2 separate regions of the Hordeum vulgare genome follow, and region 1 is linked to region 2. The links are chromatin contacts, called in public Hi-C maps. All regions are on one chromosome and are shown on one strand. Each heading gives the region's core, a stretch centred on a gene start, on an enhancer-like site or on the middle of the called end of the contact. The rest is flanking DNA. Distances are from core to core; before and after follow the strand shown. Region 1 holds the start of LOC123403362 (cytochrome P450 87A3-like). Region 2 holds the start of LOC123402345 (E3 ubiquitin-protein ligase At1g63170-like).

Region 1 (6,045 bases), core at 1,350-3,849, 690 kb after region 2:
TGGACCATGCCGGCAACTGGGAACATTGGAAGTTTAAGCAAACAAAACCCTGAAGCTACCACCCACGGTGACACTCCGTCGATGATGGGCCATGCCGGCAACTAGATTCAGCTTGCGCACCGCAACCCTAACGTTCAGTTCGCTTCCAAAATGAAATGAGCTGGTTTCAGTTTGCATAAATACAGATGAACGAGCACAAACCTGCCACCTCCATGGATTAAAAGCCAATGGGTCCTCATAGATTTCGGGATTTAAATGCACTGCTGGAGGGCACACCATGACTGCCCACCCTGCTGGAATAGTGTAGCCTGCATCCAAAGGAGGAGAATGCAAAAAAACATTAGATTTCTTAAACTCACGCCATGAACCAAGAAGTGTCTTTATTCAAACATGGCATGGCATCCACCACTCACTCAATGTACCTTTGAATTCAATGTCTTGCAAGGCCTTCCGAAAAATCCCGGGCACGATGTTGGCTATCCTTGCTATCTCCAACGTGACCTTCATGACCAAAGGATGCACAGAGGTGGGAGTGTCAGTTTCATCAGTCCTTCAGAGGCTCTAAGTCAAGTGTCGATAATTTCTTCCTCGATCTCGTTTCTTTTACTTTTGTTATCAAGATGATAACTAGTACTAACATATATATATCTTCTCTCTCGTGGACTATGCATTTGGTCACTCAGGTAGGGAGCACAAAGCATGCCACTTGCATAATCGCATCTGGTCTGTCAAGGTTCCTCAAAACCTTGCCACTATCACAGTGCAGCCCTAACAGCCATTCGTTAGCCATTGTTACGTCGAGTAAATCATTTCTTAATTAATCGTGCAATTTGCATCATAGCTTAGCTAGGTACGTAGTCCCGGTTAGGCTCACCTGAGAGGTGAAGGTCATGGACTTGTACTCTGCCCACGTGAGGCCGGCATCCGGGTCCTTCCTGTCCCTAACGATCGCCTCGTGCTCCTCCTGACCACACAAAGATCGTCAATTGTTATTTTGCACACAAGCAGCTTAAGCCTGGTTGCCTTGCCGCTGCACACAAACATCGATTCGAGATCGATAGACGTAAAGTCACATGCAGTTTATACATGACCACTAACCGTTAGCGCGTCGAGCACCCTCGGGTTCTCGGTAATGAGCCTGATGCCTAGCGTGAGGGCCAAGGCAGTCGTCTCGAAGCTCGCGAAGAGGAGCACGAACATGAGGTCCAGCGCCACCGTCTCGGTAAGCACGGGCTTCTCCCTCCTCAGCTCCTCGATCATCACGTCGAGGAAGTCCTGGCGCTGCCTCCCCTGGTCCGCCATCCTCTCCCTCATCATCCTCTTGAGCACCTTCATGGCGTTCCTTCTCCCCTGCACAGACATGCAATTGCAGCTCCGTCAAGCGTTCCGGGCAGATCAGAGAAGCTTAACGGAGTGGGTTCCGCGAGAGCAGCCATTTGACTGGTCGTATGTTGACTTGACAGGCATGTGCAGTTTTGTGCACTACGTACGCTTGTCAAGAAGCCTTTGTGGCTTTGTGCGTACCTTCATGCACTCATGATACGCTGTGCCGGGGATGTTCACCGGGAACGAGATAAGCCCCCTGATGAAGGCCACGAAGTTCTTCCTCAGGCTCTTGGACGACTTGGTTGGCTCGTAACCGATCAGCTTCTTCGCGGTAATGTCAAAGATCATCTAGGACAAGGAACAAACAGGAGATGCACATCAGCAATGATCTCTCTAACCTGATGATGTTAAACGTAGTACCAGGTAGTTCATGTACTGAACATGGCCTTACTGTGGAGAGACCGTCCTTGAGCTCGACGCTCGGCTGGCCAGCCCAGGAGGCAAGGGTGGCGCGGCAGGCAGTGTCGGTGTCGGCGAGGAGCACAGCCCGGAGGTTCTCCTGGCCGTACAGGCGGAGCACGAGGGTCTTGAGGTACTTGTACATGAACCCGTGCAGGGAGCCGACGTTGTCACGGCCAAAAATCTCGGTGAACGTGGCCGGGTACCAGCTCTCGAACAGCTTTCCTTCCTGCTGGAAGATGTAGTGGTTAAGGTCCGGGTCTGCCGACACCACCACCGCCCGGCCGACGACGCTGGTCTTGAAGATGGTACCGTACCTATGCACACGCATTCAATCAATGTCAGAGAGCAAGCTCAGTCTCATGCGTACTTACTCCAATAGTCCAATGTGATCATGAACTGATTGGGTTTGGATGCTGGCACCGTGGTGCATAACGGTGGTACTACATGTGGTTAGCTAGCTACCCTACCTGTTCACCCTATCCTTGACAAAGGGGGAGACGTCGCAGGTAGGATTAGGGGCGAAGAACTGCATGGTCTCGCCGAGGAGAGGGAGCCCGAGGGAGCCCGGAGGCAGCCGGCCGTTCGCCTTGGGGTGGCTCCATCTGTACGCCCACAGGATAGAAGCTACCGCCATGGCCAAGGCAAAAACCCATAGTGTTTCCATGGAGGACCCCAAGCTGCAACTAAAGACTAGTACTGCTGTATCGGCCGACCCTATATATTAGATTAGGTCAAGAGCAATGGCGGTGCTCGAGAGAGAGAGAGAGAGAGAGGAGAAGCTAGCGCAAGATATGGCTAGCTGCAACAAGTACGGGGAGCTATGTTGGGAGATTTGCCTCGCCTTATATAGTGGTTTCGTCGGAAATGCCGCGGGAGGCCGCCAGGCAGGAACTTAAACAATTGGGAGGAGGAGAATTATTGCTGCAGAGAGTGTTTATCTTTTTGACGGGGAAGAAATTCTTGCAAGCTTGCGCAGGATCTGCTCTCGTGTGCTGTGGTGTTATGTTCCGACGACTGTGCTACCCGCCACAGGGGTCAAGCTGTTGTGTTCTGAACTTTTTAGAGTGGTTACATCTTTAAGGCTGGCCATGTCCGAGTCCGAGTGCGTGCATGATTCAGGATAAAAGCATGTACAGCTAGCAATGTATTTGCCGGCTGTTCTCCGGACCACGAGTTGTTCTTTTGGCATCTGTTAGGTGATTATTAGGCGAGACGCCAAGCTATGCGCTTGGGTTTCGAATGGTCCGTGTGTGGCTGTGTGTCCTTCCATTTTGCCTTTCTGTTGGACAGTACTACGTACATATAGGTTCAAAATACAGATGTCAATTAGTTCGACAGAATCAAACGGTTCGGTAGGAATGCAAATGTCTGTTTGTATTTGGAAGAAACAATAGTTATGAACTGTCAAGACTAGGCTGCCCCATGTAAACTCTGTGGATAAGAAACTACGAAAACCTGGCGGGGCATGGTAGAACAGTAGAAGAAAATGGTAGAATATCCACCGGCACACAAAAGATTGTCAAATGCCCATCGACAGCGAGTCAACACTTGTTTTTATTATCGGCCGCTTTTGGCCTGTTGCTGTGAGCATCAGAGCATGCATCGATCTAGTAAGACGTCGCAATCACAAGTGGTACGTACGTACCGGCAAAGTGCAGAGAGGTACATGTTCTTTCGTTCCGGACTATCTTATGCATATAAATCTGCTTGTGCTGGCCCTGAATTCAGCACACAGTAGCTAGGATGCCATACGCACAGCAGATCGACATGAATCTTCCATGAACGTCATACGACCTGTCGTTGGGACGACCGATCCATCCATCCATCGATCGATCACGCGTGAACTTGCATTGTCACGTCAGGTTTAAGTGTGCGTGCCCGTGACAAGTGGTTCCACGCACGCACGGCCACGTAACGTACATGCATGCCGCCATTTTTTGTCAGCATGTTTGTCGGTCGACACGGTCGTATCGAGCTGGCAGGGTCGCCTTCCTCCAGATGTTCATGCATGCACCTTGCTTTCCTTACGTGCGTACGTGCATGCATACATACACGTGTGCTCGTTCGTGCAGGGGTATTGCACCGTCCTATCAGTTCTCCCCATTGATTATACGATTAATGAATTGATCAGCTCCGCACACGACCGGACTCGGCATGTATGAAACCGTGACACGGCCGGCACCGGCACCACTGACGCTGACCGAAGATCGATCCTTGAGAGGTGTAGTCGAGCAGCTAACTGAGGGAGATTGGTACATATCTACTCCAGTAGTATCTCTGTGAAAGGTAGCACTAGCTAGCTAGTAAAATGAAGCCTCGCTCCTGCTCCCGTAGCGGAGTACATGTCTGCATAGCTCCGTCGACGCCGTTCTTAAATGCATCTTTGTTCGCGTGGCTGGTTGGTTAACTCGAGCCGCCGGAGAAGCGTAGACCACGAGTTATATTCGTGTAGATCGCCATGAGGCGATCGGTCGGTCGGGAGAGAAGGATGGTCTCCAGTCATTGCTTCCCAACGACCATACTCAATCCGGGGACGACAACAGATCAATCCAAGAGCCAAGAGATCTGGACATCTAGCTAGAGAATTTGTCAACTATAGGTAGATCGATGCTAAGCGCATGCAATTGTTAGATTACATCCACACCTGCAATATATAGCAATAATCTTGCTGGACGCTAGCTTGAAGCAATAATCTTATTATCATTCCGCACCTTATTCTTGTTCCATATGGATGCCTTTCCTCTGACCAGTTACCCATGGATTAGTTCAAGATCTCACAAAGATCTTCATTTGGTAGATATGAGGTCACGAGGGCAAGGTGGGCGTGTATAACTTACACACGGGAATCATCCGGGGCTATACCCAAATCTTGGAGATATTCGATGTACCGAAACTCCAACCTCTAGCCTTGCTCCGGGAATGGGATGCATCAGCAAAAGTACTAAAGGGAAACTAAAATAAGGAGGACGCCGCTTGATGCCTAGCACGTTCGAGCGGCCGGCCGTTTTAGGACATTTCTAAAGTGGAACCTAAAACCACCTCTCCTACGATGCTCACCGTGCTCGACAAGTGTTCGGTGAATTGCCCGAGCTAAAATTTTATGCCCCATTCTTCTCTGAAGCAGTGGCTTCAGATATGGTACATATACAAGCAATATGTTGAGTTGTTCCACGACTCTTCCAACGAGGACTACACATATGAGACAGTGATGTTGTAGGCGGTGCTCGCAGACGCGGAGCGTGCGGAGGGGCATGATCTCAATTTTAAGGGATCGATCATGGGTGATTGAGTGTTCAATCGCAACCGGCCGTGTGGCCATTTGATGTTTGATGGACGACTACTTTGCCTCGGATGCTTCCGGATGCGAAAAAATGTATTCGATCATATCTACCAAGGGGTCCGGTGTTGAGGAACGTTGCATGGGAAACAAATTTTTTCATACGCACACATAAGATCTATCCATGATGATGACCATCTACGAGAGGAGAGATCGGATCCACATACCCTTGTAGATCGCTAAGAGGGAAGCGTTAAGAAACGCGATTGATGTAGTTGAACGTCTTCGCGATCCGTCCCACGAACTCCGCCCCGATCTAGCGCCGAACAGACGACACCTCTGCGTTCAACACACGTACAGCTCGGTGACGATCTCTGCCTTCTTGATCCAGCAAGAGGGACGAAGAGGTAGCTGAATTCTCCGGTAGCACAATGGTGTCAAGGCGATGATGGTGGAGCTACTCCGGAGGGCTTCGTCGTGCCGTACCGAAATAACCTATGGGGTGTCACGAAATAGTGGAGGGAGAGAGGGCTGCGTCGTGGCTTGAGGTGCAAAAAGCCTCTCTACCCTCCACTATATATAGGAGGGGAGGGAGGGGTGGCGCCCTAGGGACTTACCCTAGGGTCCGGCCGCCGCAAGGAGGAGGGAAGATTCCTCCGCCAATTCAGATTGGAGGAGGAGGACTCCTCTCCTAGTTGGTTTGGCCCACCTCTCTCTCTTTCTCCACTTCGGCCGAATAGGCCCACTTGGGCTGGCCACCCAGCCCACCAAGGGATGGTGCGCCACCCTTGGGCCTATTTGGCCCCCCTTCGGGTGAGTGGCCCCTCCCAGTGGAACCCCGGAACCCATTCGTCATTCCTCATACTTTACCGATAATGCCCAAAATCCTTCCGAAAGCCAAATGGATACTTCCTATATATCAACCTTCGTCTCCGGACCATTCCGGAACTCCTCGTGACGTCCAAGATCTCATCAGGAAC
Region 2 (6,124 bases), core at 1,940-4,439:
ACTCTATCATTATTCCACCAGAAGATTCAATCATGGTGACAGATTGCTTTTCAGGCTCGTCCACCCTCCGAAATTTGTATTTCGGAATTTGGCGAATGTCATCTTCAGAAGCTCCCTCCTAGTATAAACAGATTGTGAAAAAATTGTATCCGTCTATTAGATGAAAAAGGTTTATGCTTTATTGTTGTGTAGGCAGACTATACAAATATAACGCAAGCCCAAGAGAAACTAGGAAACATAACTATCAGTCTGCAATTAAACAATATCAATATAAGTTCAGAAGACATTTATCAGGGAAGTAGTACCCATATGCCAACCAGACTTAGTTGAGCAGGTGGCACACCTGCACTTCCACTTGTCATTGGGATTAATCAACAGGATATGGAAGTGGGCAACAGTTGGACAACAATAACAAAAACTATTCATGAGACATATACAAACACAACAGAAACCACTTTAATATTTCAGTTTCCCGATCCACAAGACATCTCTGGTTTCAACAATCTGCCAACATCTATAACTTGTAAAGTGGCTGAGTAAGACTTGGTCAGCTAAATCAGACCATAAATTTAGCTTACACTATTTAGTCTGATTACACGGCACTGTTGAAATGCTAGACCATATGTTCCTTGTATATGGCCAATAACAATTAACAATAATGTCTAACCAGTAGACTTTTAGAACAAATTGTGCATTGGCTGGTTACTGGTATAGTTATGACTAGTTTTAGTGTTTTGAGAACCAACAGCATAAGAATACACGAGAACAAATAGTGAAACTAGCGTACATTTGCACCAGATAAACTATAACTTAACGGGCATTTATATAACACACATTTGAGAAGCCATACCTGATCTGATACTGCATATAAAATTGCTATGATACAAGGGAGGCAGCAACAAACAGCAATACCAATGATGCAAGCCAGAGCAACACAAAAGACGACAAAGAAAACATCAAACGCCAGAAAGACGATGCAAAGCCTGCAGGAAGTTGAAAGGAAATATGTTCATAATGTCAAACAGATAAAATGAAAATCCATACAAAAAGGTCCAAGCATATCTTATCAAACTATATGTACCAGTAGAGCTGGGGTGCATCATGGGTAAGAACTTGTCCACCAGCAGATACCCAGTAAAATCCAATTATCCACCATATAAAGGAGAACATTGTATTAGCAGATTCCAGATGTTTTGCTACACTGCAGTAGTACATATAACTCCAATCAGGAAATAACACATGGTGGGAAATTAACATATTGTAAAGAATACACAAAACTCTAATGTAAGGGCAGCAAAACAAGAACAAAAGTGTGAAATGAATTCAACACTAAACTACAGTTACTTAATTGAAATGTAAAAAGTGAACACTGGTAAAATATGATTGCAAGGAAACTGGCATACGAGCATTCGAGGTAAAAGCACAAATGCATATTGTCAATGAAAATAGAATGGCCTAACCACCAGGCTGGTGCTTATATAACCAGAGATGCAGAATAGAACAATTACAGGCATATTTCTCAAAGTAGTCGTATACAGCCTTACATCATACTCCCTCCGTCCCAAAATAACTGTCTCAACTTTACATTAGCTCTAGTACAAAGTTGTACTAAGCTTAAGACACTTATTTTGGGACGGAGGGAGTAGTATAAATCAATGTATTAGTTGTCGTCCAAGACACATATATGGGTAAAATTGTTCAAGATTTAGGATAGTATGGGGAACTTATAATAACACCAGTAACCGATATTCACAAGAAAATGCATGCGTTTAAATTTTCTGTTTCGTAATAGTCTCATACCTGGATAGACCAGCATAGCTCAGCATGCATTAGCAAAAGCAAGGTGGATGAAGATCAAGATAAAGATGATTGAAAAAAATGAAGGGAACACAAGAAACAACCGGAGTTGTCTAATTGAATTAGCTTCACAGCTAAAGTAACTTTTTTTGTGGGTAAAGTAACTTAATTTCAATAGTAAGCTCCTTGCTATGCCCATTCTAATATTCATTCTAGATATTTTGGAAGGTACTCAGCCTGCCGCTACTGAGATATCACTTCAATTGATCAGTTTGTCAGGAAATAACAGAGTAACACCGAATAGATATCCAACACTTTTATTGGGTTTACATGCCACTGAACTATAATTGATATTAGAGACCCATTTCGTATAACTAACAATCTTATGACGTAATTAAAAGTCAAACAGTTGGTTCTACCTCACTAATATTCCGATATGGTATGGTACTCCCTATTCTGTTCCGCTCAGAACGAAATTACACCCACATAAGGAACAAGTCAAGCAAGGAACATTAGGATACAGCTAGTCATGAACTCCACTATAAGTCAAATTCCATCTCAATCCCCTTCAATCCTCTCCAATCCCCTCCAATCCCCTCCTGGCTGGGATTAACCGAACAAGCCCTAAAAATATATAGGGGGGCAGACCCGGCAGAGGAACGTAACTGTGCTTAAGTTAAAGGATAGCAATGGTATTCGTAAAATTACCTGGCGAAGTAGCCAATGCGTCCATGGGGACCGCTCTCTCCGGCGTCGTCTATGGACGAGGATGATCCATCAGTGCCCCTCTCCTCGTCGGCGGCCATGGAGGACCCACCACGCTGGCCGTGACGCACACGATACTCGATGGCAACACAGACCATGTGCACGACGCACTGAACGGCATACCCGGCTATCCAAATACGGAGCGGCACAGACGGGCTCTCGTCGCCGCTGAGCACCAGCACGACGGCGGTGGTGAGGATGAAGGCGAGGTTCCAGAGGAGGTCGAGTGCCACGACAGGGCGGGAGTACGCCCAGTCGGCCTGGCGCTCCTCTAGTTGCTCCGCCGCAGTCTCCCGCACAAGCAGGGAGGGCTCCCGCATCGCCCGCCGACCGCCCTGCCGCAGCAGCCGCGCCGTCCCACGGAGCGACGGTCGGCGCAGCGCGCCACGACGCCGCCCACCGCCGCCGAGCAGCGGCGCTGAGTCGAGGAGCGCGTCGCTGCGAGGACTCGAGGATCGTGGAGTCGCCATCGGAGGAACCCTAGCGAAATGGGGAGGAGGTGTGTACGTCTTTGTTACCTTCTTCCCTGCGGAATTGGGAGAAGACTCGGGTTTTCCTTCGAGAGGGACTACGGCGCGTAATTCCTTTCTTTCTTTCTTGAGCACCAATCAGGCCATCTACAAGGCCGACCCCAAAATTCCCTCCCACATCTCTCCACGCCAAGAAAATCGAATATTTGCCACTTCTAATATAAAGCTTTGCAAAATTATCATTCTTAATATTGGTTTTGTAAAAATGCCACGTAGCTCGTGTGCATTTTGATTAACATGTCATTTTCCTTTTTTCCATTACTTTCTTTTTTTTCTATTTTCTAGCACCTGAAAGGACCAAATATCCTTGATGATATCTACTCTTATTACACGACATCAAATCAGAGCGCTTGAAGCGATGAGTGTGTACTACCCTGTGAGGATATCGTGCTTGCCACATCCCTGGTCGTCTGAATGTCTTGCTTCAATCACAGGACACAACCCATTTCATATATTTGAATAAGCTACAATTCGTAGTCTTTCATGGTTATTCAGTACCCTAATCGGTGGCGTACATGTTTATTCTTTGTTGGTATTGTTGCTCAGCTAAAGTCATTGAAACTAGCATGCTATTTTTTATGAAAATGCCAAATTGCGATTCAAAATCAAGACAAGGATTAGAGAAGAAAATCACTTACAGGTTGCTTGCATTCTTCATCTTCACAACTTGTGCACGCACGAGTCTCCTCGTCCGGCTGTTGTTGCTAACGCATGAAGGGGAGGGTGAGTTGCGCTCGCACGCGTAGGGGTGGACGAGCACCAGCTTCGAGCTGCGGTGCCTCGCACAGGCATCCGTGAGGCTGCGCTGGCCCGTGCAGACGTGGACAAGCACATACGGCGAGCTGCATGCATCAACACAGCAAGGGTGAGCATCGGCATCGACCTGTGGTTGCTCACACAAGCATGGTCAAGCTAGGGCGACGAGCCGCAGTGGTGCACATAGGCATGGGCTAGCAACGGCGGCGACCTGCGGTAGCTCACCCGGGCTTGGTCCAGCTAAGATGGGGAGTTACGCTGGCTGGACAAGAATCAACGAAGTACAACGGCAAGCAACCTGGCGACAAGGACAAGCTTGACCACAAACACGTCGAATAAGATTGAAAGATTCAAGGGTGTATTTGTCCTTTCAGGCAGTGGCGTACCTAGGGGCGTGCCGGTTGTGCTATGGCACACCCAGAATTTTAGAAAACATTATTTACTAAATAAAAATTAGTTGATTATCAGGGGTTATCCAAACAAATTGGAATAGACCTCATATTTTAAGGTGTGCACACCCAAAATTCATTTCTAGGCTGCTTTCACATGCTAGAAAATGGAAAAGAAAAAAACAAATGAAAAATGAAAAATGGCATGTTAATCAAAATGCACACGAGCCGAGTGGCATTTTTACGAAGCCAATCACTACAAAAAATATGTCAACTAGTGACCTTCTCGTAGTGACCCTGGTTGAAATGGTCGTAAATCTACGACCATTTGAGACTAATTGGTCGTAAGTTGTTTGGGAGGCTCCAACCCCAGACCATAACGACCAATTTGATCGAAAAAGGTCGTAATTTCCTTACGAGAAATTGTCGTAAAGTAGATAGCCCTGATCCGCTGCCTAATTTCTAGCTAATTACAACCAATATAGATGGTCATAGTTATGACTAGGCGCCACATCATCAGTTTTACCCATGTGCCATGTCTATGTGTCAATTTTTGCCCTGGTTTGTGAAGCAACCTACCATTCTGTCATTTCAAAAATTCTCATAAATTCTTGGGATCATATATTCCTCAAATATGTCAAAACCCTTCCTTCCTTAGTTCAAAAAATCAGGAATATTCATTTTCCTGATTTTTTTTCAACTAGGGAAGGAAGTGTTATTTATATTTTCTTGATTGCTCTCAGAATTTTTGGGAACTCTTGCTATCCAAATCATTGCCTCATGAAAAAATTGATCTCCATTTGCCTAGTAAATCTTTCTCAGCAAATTTTCAAATTTTGTGTTCAGCTAGAAGCTTTGTGAAGGAAGTACTAGCTAGGAAGTAAATCTTGCCTATCCATGTCTTCAGGAAATAAATCTTTCCTAATGAGTTGAATTTTTGTCACATCTTCTATATGCCCAGATCATAACTCTCCACAAAATTTGAGCCACATATAACAATCGATGTGATCTCATCATCCTATATTTGTTTGTGGTAATATTTTCAGTTTGTGAAGCAACCACATTTTATATTACTTTATATTACTTTATATTTACTAGGACATGAAGCTGACCATAGAACCTCCCTCCACCAAATTTTAGCTCATTCAATTTAGCCAATTTTCCTCAATATTTTTCGCAATGTTCAGTTCACTAGAGAGCATTGTGAAGGAAGTACAATTTTTATTTATCAAAAATTTATGAAACTTTTACAATGCCTTTATGTGCCCAAATTATCATCCTCGTCCAAATTTCAGATCAATCCAATCATCTATGTGAGCCCAGTTTCAGCTACCATTTTCTGTCCAGATTGACACATTGTGAAGAAAGTGTCACTTTGGCATGTCAAAATGGTATAAATTTTTTACGGTGCCTTCATATGCCGAAATGAACACCATCCACCAAAATTCAGTTCATTCCATTCATTCGTTTGATCCCAACTTCAACATCCATATTTCTGCATAGTGTGGTACTTTGCAAAGCAAGTTCCACCTAGGATCATCCATTTGTGACAAAAAATTGCCAAGAGAGTCTCCTTAGTAGATGATCATCCTCAGCCAAAATTTACGCCCATTGTCCATGTGCATTTCCCCACCGCTAATCAAATACTTGGCTGTTAATTCATGTTTATGTTAGTTCATTCTACTCGTGAGATTCTTCTATTGTATTCTTCTTCCTAACACTTACCAAGGGAGTGTACAGCCCACGAAACATGCCTAGTCCACCCAAAATGTGTGGCAACGCCACGGCCAAGCGGTGACCACGAGACTGGCATGCCAGTTTACGCGCTGTGGAGTTTGGGCCCTCGCCCACCATCTAAAACTCAATGTCTCGCCACCACACCATGTA

The links. A called contact is a pair of places that touch in the nucleus more often than the background predicts.
Region 1: a contact with region 2 is called in a Hi-C map of leaf, with 3 times the contacts expected there. The contact joins the promoter of LOC123403362 here to the promoter of LOC123402345 in region 2. A contact is called at or near these places in 4 of 6 Hi-C or Micro-C datasets (leaf and seedling).

Annotation. Positions count from the first base shown.
Region 1 is chr6H:435,728,436-435,734,480 of MorexV3_pseudomolecules_assembly, forward strand. It overlaps LOC123403362 (cytochrome P450 87A3-like), which reads right to left and starts at 2,600. Exons shown (of 9, transcript XM_045097301.1): 1 at 2,256-2,600; 2 at 1,778-2,102; 3 at 1,525-1,674; 4 at 1,099-1,350; 5 at 875-964; 6 at 423-501; 7 at 202-308. The coding sequence starts at 2,452.
Region 2 is chr6H:435,038,069-435,044,192 of MorexV3_pseudomolecules_assembly, forward strand. LOC123402345 (E3 ubiquitin-protein ligase At1g63170-like) reads right to left here and starts at 3,190. Exons shown (of 5, transcript XM_045096253.1): 1 at 2,506-3,190; 2 at 1,082-1,201; 3 at 851-983; 4 at 1-118. The coding sequence starts at 3,032.